3 separate regions of the Mus musculus genome follow, and all the other regions are linked to region 1. Evidence: chromatin contacts called from public Hi-C data. All regions are on one chromosome and are shown on one strand. The core of a region is the stretch at or near the end of the contact, and the rest is flanking DNA. Distances in the headings are between cores, read along the strand shown.

The links. Hi-C and Micro-C count contacts between places; a contact is called where the count stands out from the background.
Region 2: a contact with region 1 is called in a Hi-C map of bone marrow-derived macrophages, with 2.5 times the contacts expected there. The contact joins two enhancer-like sites. A contact is called at or near these places in 12 of 484 Hi-C or Micro-C datasets (the C2C12 cell line, bone marrow-derived DN3 thymocytes, bone marrow-derived macrophages and 3 more), 1 of 115 datasets of contacts at active chromatin or transcription factors (embryonic stem cells) and 2 of 9 other capture datasets (embryonic stem cells and liver).
Region 3: a contact with region 1 is called in a Hi-C map of bone marrow-derived macrophages, with 3 times the contacts expected there. The contact joins the promoter of Tns3 here to the enhancer-like site in region 1. A contact is called at or near these places in 5 of 39 promoter capture datasets (the 3T3-L1 cell line, the C10 cell line, the HPC-7 cell line and 2 more), 11 of 484 Hi-C or Micro-C datasets (the C2C12 cell line, ECoMG myeloid progenitors, bone marrow-derived macrophages and 5 more), 6 of 115 datasets of contacts at active chromatin or transcription factors (the SCID.adh cell line, bone marrow-derived macrophages, embryonic limb bud and 1 more) and 2 of 9 other capture datasets (bone marrow-derived macrophages and macrophages).

Annotation. Positions count from the first base shown.
Region 1 is chr11:8,758,384-8,762,225 of GRCm38.p6, reverse strand. No RefSeq gene overlaps it. Among named protein-coding and RNA genes, the nearest start is that of Gm36772, 39 kb to the left of the region's middle. Within about 2 kb of position 2,210, at least 60 of the 459 cell types and tissues checked have an H3K27ac peak or open chromatin away from gene starts, as enhancers often do. A contact at or near this core is called in the C2C12 cell line, the HPC-7 cell line, bone marrow-derived macrophages and 3 more, where this site is marked.
Region 2 is chr11:8,858,067-8,861,908 of GRCm38.p6, reverse strand. It overlaps Pkd1l1 (polycystic kidney disease protein 1-like 1), which reads left to right. Exons shown (of 52, transcript XM_017314870.1): 41 at 603-713. Among named protein-coding and RNA genes, the nearest start is that of Gm36772, 60 kb to the right of the region's middle. Within about 2 kb of position 1,853, at least 16 of the 459 cell types and tissues checked have an H3K27ac peak or open chromatin away from gene starts, as enhancers often do. A contact at or near this core is called in bone marrow-derived macrophages, where this site is marked.
Region 3 is chr11:8,662,562-8,666,403 of GRCm38.p6, reverse strand. It overlaps Tns3 (tensin 3), which reads left to right and starts at 1,869. Exons shown (of 31, transcript NM_001083587.1): 1 at 1,869-1,925.

The sequences.
Region 1 (3,842 bases), core at 961-3,460:
TATTGTGCTACATATTGTATTTCACAATAAAATGGTTGTCAAAACATTAACACCATGTCTCTGAAGCACACACACACATAGCTGTAAGTGTATATGTAAACACACAGATGCATCTGACTGTATTAAGTAATTATGTGTGCTTAACTTTCTCTTCTTCAGTTTCAGTAGTTTCTAAAATTTACACAAGTTACCATTTTAGTGAACTAAAAAGTTATCCTGAAAATGAAGGAGGAAAAAACCCCACCCTGGAGTTGCTCTTGGGAAGCAATATTGAAAGGGGAGAAGAGAGGCAAGGGACAGGCCAGCATTCCAGGGGAGGATTTATGGCTCTGGCTGGACTAATAAAACTACCTAGTGACTTGCTCCTGGCCCAAGCCTAGCCTTTGTGTCCTGGGTTGGCTGAGGAATGTTCTCTGTTTTGACAGCCATGATAGTCCACTAGGCAAGGGGCACCCTAGGGGTTTCAGAACAGAGCCCCTTTGTGTGCCCCCTGCCCAGCACCAGGAGCTCCTTCTCATTCCTTCTCTTTTCAGATTGCCTACAATCCTCTTAAGATGGTGTCTGGATTCAATCACAGCTTTGTAGTGTCCCTAAGTCTTGTTTCTGCCTTCTTCCAGCTACAAAAACTTCAAAATCTGCCAGCAAGAGTTTCCTTACATCCCTAGAGTCTATGAGCCTTCAGTGTATTGAGAGAGGCTAGAGCACCAAGGCTGGGTCACTCAATGTGGACAGAAATATCACTAGGACCATAGCTCCCCTACTCCTACCCCACAACTTACAAGAGCGAAAACATAACACCAATGGGTAAGCCAGCAACATGATCCTTCACGGGCTCTAGAATCACCAGAGACAAGCCTCCAGTTAAACCTGTGGGAGATTATTTAGGTCAGGTTATGCCTACAAAGTGTAGCCTTAATTAGATTAATCAAAGCAGGAAGGCCCATCCACCACAGGTGTTACCATTCCCTGAGCTAGAATCCTGAATTATATAAGAAGAAAGTAAGCTGAGCACAAGCTTCTGCTGCTGTTTTCTGGGTATAGATGCAATGTGACCTGCCAGTCTCCTGTTCTTCCATCTTACCTTCCCTGCCTGAATTTCCCACTATAATAAACTGCATCACAGTTTCTAGTTAAATCAGAATAAGCCCTTTCTCCCTGAAGTTGCTTCTTGTCAGGTCATTTTGCCATGGGGAAAACTGAGACAACTACTTCATAAAATTATCAGTGAATAACCAGAGCAGCTCATCTCGTGACACAGAGTATGAATGGAGTACTACTCAGCAATTAAAAACATTGAATTTATGAAATTCTTAGGCAAATGGATGGATCTGGAGGATATCATCCTTGAGTGAGGCAACCCAATCACAAAAGAATACACATGATACACACTCACTAATGTCGGGACCCTGATATAGCTATTTCTTGTAAAGCTATGCCAGTGCCTGGCAAATACAGAAGTGGATGCTCACAGTCATCTATTGGATGGAACACAGGGCCCATAATGAAGGAGCTGGAGAAAGTACCCAAGAAGCTAAAGGGGTCTTCAACCCTATAGGAGGAACAACAATATGAACTAACCAGTACCCCCCCCCCAGAGCTATGTCTCTAGTTGCATATGTAGCAGAGGATGACCTAGTCGGCCATCAGTGGGAGGAGAGGCCCTTGGTCTTTCGAAGATCATATGCCCCAGTACAGGGGAATACCAGGGCCAGGAAGCAGGAGTGGGTGGATTGGGGAGCAGGGCAGGGGGGAGGGTATAGGGGACTTTTGGGATACCATTGAAAATGTAAATGAAGAAAATATCTAATAAAAAAAAATAAAGTCATGCCGGGCGTGGTGGTGCATGCCTTTAATTCCAGCACTTGGGAGGCAGAGGCAGGCAAATTTCTGAGTTCAAGGCCAGCCTGGTCTACAGAGTGAGTTCCAGGACAGCCAGGGATACACAGAGAAACCCTGTCTCGAAAAAACCAAAATAAATAAATAAATAAATAAATAAATAAAATTAAGTCGTATAAAAATGAAGAAAAAAGAAGAAGAAAACAAAACACATGCTTCCACATCTGTCCTCAGTGAGCTACTTCCTCTCACTAGGCTCCACCCCCAGCTTGTCACCACCTATTTCTTACTTTTTGTTGTGACAAGACACCAAAGAGCAACTCATACAAGAACTTATTTGGAGACACAGTTCCAGAGGGTGAGTCATGATGGTGGAGAACCCATGATATCAGACAAAGGAAGCTGAGCACTCACATCTCAGCCACATATAGGAAGTGGGGTCTAAACCCTCAGAGTTTATGCCTGTTGTCCTTTCTTGCCTGCCTTCTTTTCCTAAATAGTCCCCCTTCACTATGTCTGTCTTAGTTACTTTTCTGTTGCCCTGACAAAACACCAGGACCAAAGCAACTTATTTTTAAAAATGCTTAATTTGGAGCTCACAATAGCAAAGGGGAACATGACAGCAGGCAGCCAGGCACAGTGCTATAGTGTTAGCTAGCATCCTTATCCACAAGTAGGAGGCAGAGAGTGAATGAGCTAGCTAACTGAGAACAGAATGGGCTTTTGAAACCTCCAAGCCATTTTCGGGTATACACACCTCCTAGTCCTTCCCAAACATTTCCACCAGCCAGGAAGCAATCATTCAAATATAGGAGCCTATGGGGGTGTTCATCACTCAGACCATCACAACATCTTTTTAAATTCCATATGAGAGGAAAAATATATGGTACCTGGCTGATTCTAGCTTTTTCAGTTAACATGATCAACTAAGGTTCCAGTTCCATCTAATTTCTCTCCAAAAAAAAAAAAAAATGTGTTCTTCCTATGAATAATTAAAAATCAATTGTGCATTATGATATGTATGTATGCATGTGTGTGTGTATATATGTATTGCCACAGACCCTTTGGGTCCCTGTCTGCGTAGAACGGGTCTCTGGTTGCAGGCGGACAAGGAGTCGGTGAATGAATGACAAACAGAATCAACACGAGAGATTGTGTAGAATCTGAATGTAATTTTTCAAGTTGAGCATCATACTTTTTATACACAAGAGCGACAAGAAACCAGGCGAGATACATCTTCCAAGTTACAGTGACACAATACAAAAGGAATGTATACATCAAAAGAAGGTGGGGACCAGGCCACTGCCACTAAGAAGGGAGCCAGGTGTAATGCTAGTCTATTGTTAACCAGGAGTTCTTAGTAAATGCCTGATTTATACTGTTTCTTTGGGCCTAGTGAAGAAACATGTCTCAGGGGGATTCCCTAACTCTTTCATGGTAAACCCACCTATTCGCTAGGCCATTGTGAATTCCCTTGTCTGGGTAAAACTGGCTATTGTCCCAAGTAAACACTCTACAGACCAACCCTGAGCTATTCCATCTCCATTTTTTGTAATGCCTAATTAGTTTCACCTGTCTCTACTAGAAGTAAATTTGAATGTTACTGAAAAGATATCCTTCTTACTGAATTCCTACTGAATTTCAAGTTTGTTGGCTTCAAGGATTTTCTGGGATGTTGGAACACTGGCGAAAGCTTAGCTATGTCAGAATTCAATCTTTAAAGGCACTTATAATAAAATAATACTAAAAGAGAGCACGTGCATCCATACACCAGACTAACACAGGGATAGGGTATGAGTATATGGGTTATGAGAATGCCAAGGTTCCAGGAGGTTGAGTTTCCTCAAAACTCTTTGCCTCGTGAATGCTTCCAGGCCTCTCTGCCTGCCAAGCAGACTTCACTGGAGTGTGTGTAGCAATGTATATCATATTTTCATCCATTCAACCAATGATGGGTACATAAAATGACAGATAGCTTGGTTATTGCAAATAGTGCTACAATAAAT
Region 2 (3,842 bases), core at 604-3,103, 100 kb before region 1:
AGCAGCCAATAAATAGGCCCAAGCAGTTTTATTGGCAAAAACGTTAAGACAATTCGATGTACAAGTGAATAGGCTTTTCAAAATGGGGTGGGAAAGCTGGAGGTTGATAACATAAAAGAGCAAAACCAACACAGAGGTGTTGAAATCCCATCCCAAGCTAAGAAACTATTGGCGATTGATAGGTGGTGGGAGAGAGACAGTTTTCCTTAAGGGTATGCCCAGAGTAGGTTGACCAAGCTCTAGTGGAAGGCCACATATTGCAGAGCATAAGGGCAGCACGAATTATACTTGAATGGTTAAAAAGAAAACAATAAAGACACAAACTTGAATGAGTAGGGCAAGTGGGTGGGTCTAGAAGGAGCTGGGTGAGGAGGTGAATGTGATCAAAGTACTTTTGTGCAGTTTTCAAAGAACTAATAAAAACTAAGAAAGAGTCTTTTGAAAGTACAAAGAATAAACACAGCATTTAACCCATCTCGTGCCTTTCTACAAATACATCCGAACCGGGACATAGATGCCCGGCTCCCTAAAATACTTTCCATGAGGGAAATGTGAACACACGGGATCTCTAAGGATGCTAATTCTTTAATCTCTCTTCGCAGAGACATGACCACACACAGCATCATGCTACTGCTGCTTTTGTTTATAGCATATGGGAGATTCTGCCCAGGTGAAATTTCTCTCAATCATGCCATCAGGAAAGCATTTACAAGGTAGGAGGATTGGGGGGCTCTTGCAGATCTGGGGAGTGTTGCACTAATTCATGGTCATTACACCCATGTTCAAAGACTTCAGGCTCTGGGTTCCAGAATCAGTTTCCTTCACTGTGTTCCAGAAGGGGGCGCCCTACAGACGATCTACCCACACCTCCTGTCAATTTCACCTATCCAAGACTGTGCCCAGAGAAAGGTCTTCATCAAAGCCTGTGTCTGAAGTCTGTGAAAGGCTGTCTAATTACCCATGTTAACGGAGGGCTCCATTTGCAGACTTTGGCAGGTGCTTGGCATCTCATTTGGGGTCAAAAGTGAAAGAAGTTCTAGGCCTGAGAAAGTCATATCATCTATTTTGCAGAAAAATATCAGTGTTCTTTAACCAAAGGCTACAGTCACAATTCATGATTCCTGATACCCAATTTCAAACTGTGCTTCTCTGCCAAGCATTCAAGTGTTCATTGTTTTTATTTCCTACTTTTAATTGCAGCAGGATTTGCATTATAAAGAAACACTGACCAAGGGAGCAGTTTAAGGCAAAGGCCCACTCCCATTCATCTGACACATGGGTACCTTTTTGGGGTCCTGACACCTCTGAGATTCGGATGCCCAATGAAACGAGTGGATACATTTAGAACATTCCTTAGTCAGTGAAAGTTACCAACTGGGCAGTTTCTTCAAGGCAGTGTGACTCTGGCGATATGGATTATCATTGCTTACTTTCTACTGACAGAACAACTCTACACACTCCAGGGTTTCCTTTCTCTTCTGTAAGGAATATTTTAATACTCATTTCTGTAGCATTTTTATGAATGTGTTGCCTTTGAACAATTCATCTCACCTTTTTGCTTTAGGGACATATTTTTAGATTCTGTAAGGCAGAGGAACACAGGCACCCTGCTAGATGGTGACTCCCAGATGTCATTCCCTTTATTCTTATTACTTTTTAGCAAGGTACTGCCTGGAAGCCCCAGTACTTGAACTTGCCATGACTCAATAATCCCAGGACTGCTAAAGCTCTAGGGAAGCTACATGGTAGTTTCTGAGTCCCATTTTCCAACGCCACAGTTAGCTTCTACTTGGACAACTTAGTTCTTCTGTATGAACAGGTGCGTAGATTATGCCAGGAGGGGGCGCTGTGAGCAAAACAAAGAGACCATGTGGGGCCTTTTTTAGACATGGAAATCAAAACACAAAAACCACTGATTTGGCTAGTTTATTTTTATCTCACATTTCACGAATTCCTTTTTCTTTGACATTTCTCATATGCCTCTCGATTGTCAAATATTCCAGCTGAGATAACATCTGTAAAATTCCTGTACTCTTGGACCTGGTACACTCAGGTAACCCTCCCAAATGTTGACCCAGGTGGGCTTAGAGCCTCATGTTTCCCACAAGGATAGAGACCTCACTGCCATATTTATATGTCATAGTTCAAAATGGAATGTTTAAAGTGGACCCTCTCTGCCTCACCCATCCCCCCAGTCCTAATCCTTAAAATCAACAAGTCCCTAGGGGCTGTTATTTGTAGCATTCTGGGGGCAGGGCAAGCCTAGGAAAAGTGAATCCGATGGAATCCAAGGGGTGCTCTCTTGGCTCCCTGTGGCTGGCAGCCCTTTGCTCCTGGCTGCTGCAGCATCCTCTATAAAGTTAGGATAAGTAAGATTCTAGATTTCTGTCTTCAAAAAAATTACTCTAATATCAGATTGTGTCACATTTAATTTGTGTTTGAAGTACTTCTGAACTCAAAGTCTTCATGAAATCTCAAGTCAACAAAACTTAACTGAGCCACAAGTGAGGTGAGGCAAAATCCTTGCTCCATCCCAGTGGTCTTCTCGCTGGACTGGAGCTGTGGGCCCATTTGATATAATTGCTGTAATTAGTGCACACAGGACCAGGCTATGGTTGGATCCTTTGGTTCACCTCTTGCTCTCCAGTGTGCCATGAAGGAGCACGATGGTTCCTTTGTGTGGGGATGTGTGAGCTCTGGGTAGCAGCAGGTGTTTCTTGACAGCTTCATTAATGTGGTCCCAACGGGGAGCAAGTATGGCAAGTGATAACATTTCTCTAAATTCTGCAAGCTTGGGCCAAGGGTGCAGTTCACTGGCAGATCACATGCTTAATGTGGGCAAAGACACCTTGGGTTGATGCCCCAGTACCTCAAAATCTACTGTGGGTGTGGGGGTGTGTTTGTGTGTGTGTATGTGTGGAGAGATGGTTCAGTGGTGAAGGATACTGGCTGCTCCTCCAGAGAACTCTGCTTCTGTTTCTTACACCCATAGAGCTGCTCATAACAATTTGTAACTGTAGTCCGAGGGGATCCAATGCCCTCTTCTGCCCTCTGAAGGTACCAGGCACACACATGATACACAGAAGTGCATAAAAAGAAAACACCCATACACATAAAAAATAAATAAATTTTTAAAAGCAATTTTAAGTGTTATGGGAACTCAGTATAGACATTAAACATATGCTAGCTTGTTTTTTCAAACAGATATGGGCCTTACCTAGCGGCAGGTGTGCAGTAAGCTTGTCTGCCGATGTTCCTCCCTGCCTCCCTCCCTCTGTGTCTTTGGACAGTGCTTTCTCCCTGGGGCTGTGAATATTTTCAGGGTTTTACCAGCTGTATTTGTGCCTCTCACGCTGACTCTGCCTCCTTTCCAAGAAATGCTGTTTCTCCATCAGAGCCTCTAGATGTCCCCTGCAGCTCTCCCACTTGCTTAGGATTTGACAAGATTGGCCAAGTTTTCAGAAAAGTATGGAATTAAGAATGAGCAGTCAGTAGATTAAGCTCCATAACAATAACAACGACAACACACATAAGTGGATGGGTAGGAGACAAACTCTACTCAAGGAAAGGGACCTGGGGCTGGAGAAGCTCTGTGGTTAAGCGTGCACAGTGCTCTTCTAGAGGACCCAAGTTCAGTTCCCAGCACCCATGCCCAGCAGCTCATAACTAACTGCCTGCAACCCCAGCTCTAGAAGGGCCAGTTCTCTCTTTTGGTGTTTGCAGTTACCTGCATACATATCACACACACACACACACACACACACACACACACACACACACACACACACATAGAAATCTAGAAGAAAAGGAGGAGGGAGGGAGGGAGGGAGGGAGGGAGGGAG
Region 3 (3,842 bases), core at 620-3,119, 95 kb after region 1:
AACACTAGCATTGAACGTAAGGACGGACATTACGTGCACTGGCCCCCACTTCACTGTTCTAGAAACAAGGATCTAATTAGAGAATCTATCCCACACTGGAACTATCCCCGCAGGGAGGGCAGGGACAGGGGTCTGGGACCATTTAGTTTGGGTAGGGAAAACAGAGTAGGGAGATCTTAGCAGAGGCTCCTGGTACAGAGATGCAGAATCCCAGCCTTGCCTGGGGTCTTCCTTATTCTGAGCTATCAAGTACTTTCCCACATTAGCTCTTAAGGAGGGTGATTGGAACACCTTGTGGAAATTCTTGCAGTCCCTCGGGCAGCTGGGACCAAGCAAGGCAACCCAGTGACTGGAGGGCTGGAGTGAGTAGGCTGTTGGTAAACATCTGAGAGAACAGCACGGAATCTGGATAGTCTTGGATCCTCACCTTACAGTGCTCTGATCCCCACCACTTGGTTTACCTATGTCAAGTTAAGATTTTGGGGGTGTTTTCTTACCAGGTCAAAGGCAAAGGAACAGTTCCTGCCTTGTCCCCCTTTCTAGCAGAATGACTGTGACCTCCTCCCTATCCCCTCTAAAGGCTCCTTTACAAGCATCCTGTTCCTCACCCATGACCCGTGGGACTCCCAGAGGCTAGGGAAATGCTTGTTTCATTCCTTAGGGCCTGGGGCTCAGGGCCTGGGGAAGCTTTTGCCTCAGGCAACATCTCCTTCTCCCAATGTCTCCATTTCTCAGAGATAGGCATAGCCTTCCCAAACCTGGGGGAGAGGAAACAGGGTGTGGCCCGGCCTCTAGCCTGGCCTAGGATCCAGGGCCTCACCTCAGTGTTTGTGAAGGCTGCGCTGTAAACAGATCCACCAGATATTACTTTCCTAGCTCAGCTTCTCCACCATTCCTGGCAAGCCTGGCTTTTTCTTGAAGGCACAATATGGCAAGAATTGAACAGGTTTTGGTAACCTCAGACAGTGGCTGCACCGAGCAGATAGATACAATTTCTACCCTCTTTTAAAGCTACCTGGAGTGTTTTCCCGGAGTGGAATCAGAGATATTAAGGGCTGCTGGTGTCCACTAGAAACTGATGGAAATTCCATCTCATTTATGCAGACGTGTTTGAAAGACCATGCAATGGCATGCCATCATTCCCTGGAGATCGCAATGAGAAAATGGACACAGAGGCCCAGCTATCCGAATCTTGGGGATCTCTTAAGAAATCTTGCTCTGTCCTCATCTGAGAAAGGCTGTTCAGGAGATCTTCTTTCTCCTGTGTTCCTGCCAGCCTCAACCGTATTCTCTCCTGCTAGGTTCACTTTAAGAAGTCAAGGGACTTCTACCCAGCACCATCATCTCCTCCTGCCTGGTGAATTCTGGATGTTGAAGGGGCTGTTGGAGCATCCTGGGCTGTCTTAGAGACTGCTGCTTGATACACGTAGAGCCCCACGGGATAATAAGTCACTGGAGGGTATTGTAGGACTTCCTCCTGGCAGAAACAGCACTTAGACACACTGGATGAAACAATAAACTGGTTTTGCAGGAATGGGACTCGAACCTCCCTCCCCAGGTGCACTTACGTAGACATGGAACTGTTGAGCCTATAGAATACTGGGGCCCCCGAGGTATTTAGGGAGGCCAGCGAAGTGGGAGGGTATTTTAAAGAGCTCATCCCTTGGGTCAGGAACCCGAGGGGGTGAGTGCGGGGGGCGGGTGTCCAGCACCTGGAAACGCAGGACATTGTTAGGAAGATGAGACCAGGTGACCGGCAGGGCTCCGGTGCGCGGGCGGTCCGTAGCGATTGCCGGAGCCGCCTCGAGGGGGCCCTGCCGCGGGCGCGGGCGGCCAGCCAGGAGGACGGGCCCGCCCGCGAGCAGCTCGGAGCCCAGCTTCGCTTCGGCCATCGCCCCGCCGGACCGCGCTGCGGGTTCGCCCAGGTACCAGGGTCGGGAGCAGGGCAGGGGCAGCCACACGCCGCCACACTCTTTGTTTGGGGCCCCCGCTCAGGTTCCAGAGCCTGGGCGTTCGGGGTCTTGGAACTGGGTTGCAGCCGAGCAGACACCAAACCTGGGCGCGGAGACAGTTGAGGGTGTAGGGACAAGGCGCGGGGGCACCCGGGAAGGGCGCTTGGGATCCAGGACTGAGGACGACCAGGGGGTCTGCGGCGATCGGGAGTCTGGGGCTCAGCCAGGTCCTCGGGCCGACGCGGGCCGGAGCTCCGGGGCCGGCAGGGTCCTGGTCGCGGCGCCCGGCGCCTAGCTAGGAGGGCGGGGGCGGAACCACACTATCGCCGCCCCGGCCCTGCGGACTTTGCTCCCTGAGACAGTTAGGGAAGAGAAGACGGAGGAGCCGCTTGGGGCTGCAATGAGACTTCTCAGGACTTTACTCCCGCCTTTTCCAGGCAAGTGAGCTGTGTGCCTCTTTTCCTTTCCTTTCGGTTGCTTGGGAGCCAGGGGTCTCATCCCGCCTTTTCCCACTATTCGGAGGAGTACGAGTGCAGGCACAGGCCTGGGGGCCACCTGTGGCACGTGTCTCCTGGCACGCGGGCACTGTAGCTGACAAGTAGGAGGGAGGGTCCTGGGCCCCGGGGTTTCTGTGTAGTTCTGTGTTCTGCCCCTGGGGACGTTTGCTTGGATCGATTTGAGAGTCTATGCCGCAAAAAGAGACCCCGAACCCCTTCCTTCCCCAACTGGCATTCTGGCCGGTGCCAGCAGGTGATCCCGACTCTCTAGCGTGACTGAACACAAAAAGTTCCCTCCAGGGCTTGGGGCCAGCAGACCGCACTATCTAGGGTGACCACAACTGATTGGAACGCCCTCGGCTTTGTCACAGCCCACTCCAAATTTTGTTTCTTGAGTTGTGCCTTCTGCTCCACTGTATAGAGCTTCAAAACGACACCCCAAACCAAGAATACAGGAGCTACTATAGTAATAATGTGTACCCCATCAGAGCTAACCCTTTTGACATATTGATGTATTTCCTTGAGGCTTTGGTCTGTTCATATGAATACTTTTTAAAAGTGCTTTTAGTTTTTTGCCTGTTAAAAGAGATTTTTGACTGTCTTTGTGATTTTGTTGCTTCCCTCTTTGGGGCCTATGAGGTTATATTTGCAAATCAATCAACAAGTATTAAGAAAGGCTTTTCTGTGCTGAGGACCAGGAAGGGGGCGGGGATGGCTGCAGCTGGAAGCTGTAGGAGGCTAGGCCAGGACTTGGAGTGTGTGTGTGTGTGTGTGTGTGTGCGTGTGTGTGTTTATGTGAGGGAAGGGGGGCACAGACAAGGGGGTGCATTTGCTGGGTCCTGGAGAACTAACTGGGGCAATTGGTAAGAAGCCAGACCTCCGATAAAGTCATGGTGACTGCCCCCCCCCCCCCCAAAGAATGACAGAGGGCAATAAGGACCTCTGGCTGAGTGGTACTAAACTCTTTGCCTGTTGTTTATTTCATCTCACCCAATGATTCTTGGAAGAAAGAGGGAAGTGGGATTATCACACCCATTTTGCATATGGGCAAAGAAATGCCAAGTATCCTGTTTATGAAGCTGAAATGTGGAGGAGTAGCTGGAATTCTGGGACACAATGTCTGAGTTCTATGGCCTGGCTCCTGCAGGCTGGCTGCTGCTGCTGCTTCCCTGGCAATTGGCTTTGAATGCTTGTCCAGACAGCAGCAGTTCTTCCACTGAGGGTAGCTCCTCTGCCGAGGCTGCTAAAGCTATCCGCAGCAGCAGATGCGAAACCTAACCACTAAGAAGATAGAAAAAAAAAAGTAGTTGCTTCAGGGAACATCATATGCCTAAATGCAAATCGATTAGCTTTTACAAAGTGTCTCTCTGGCCTGCTGTGTTTTGAAACTGAG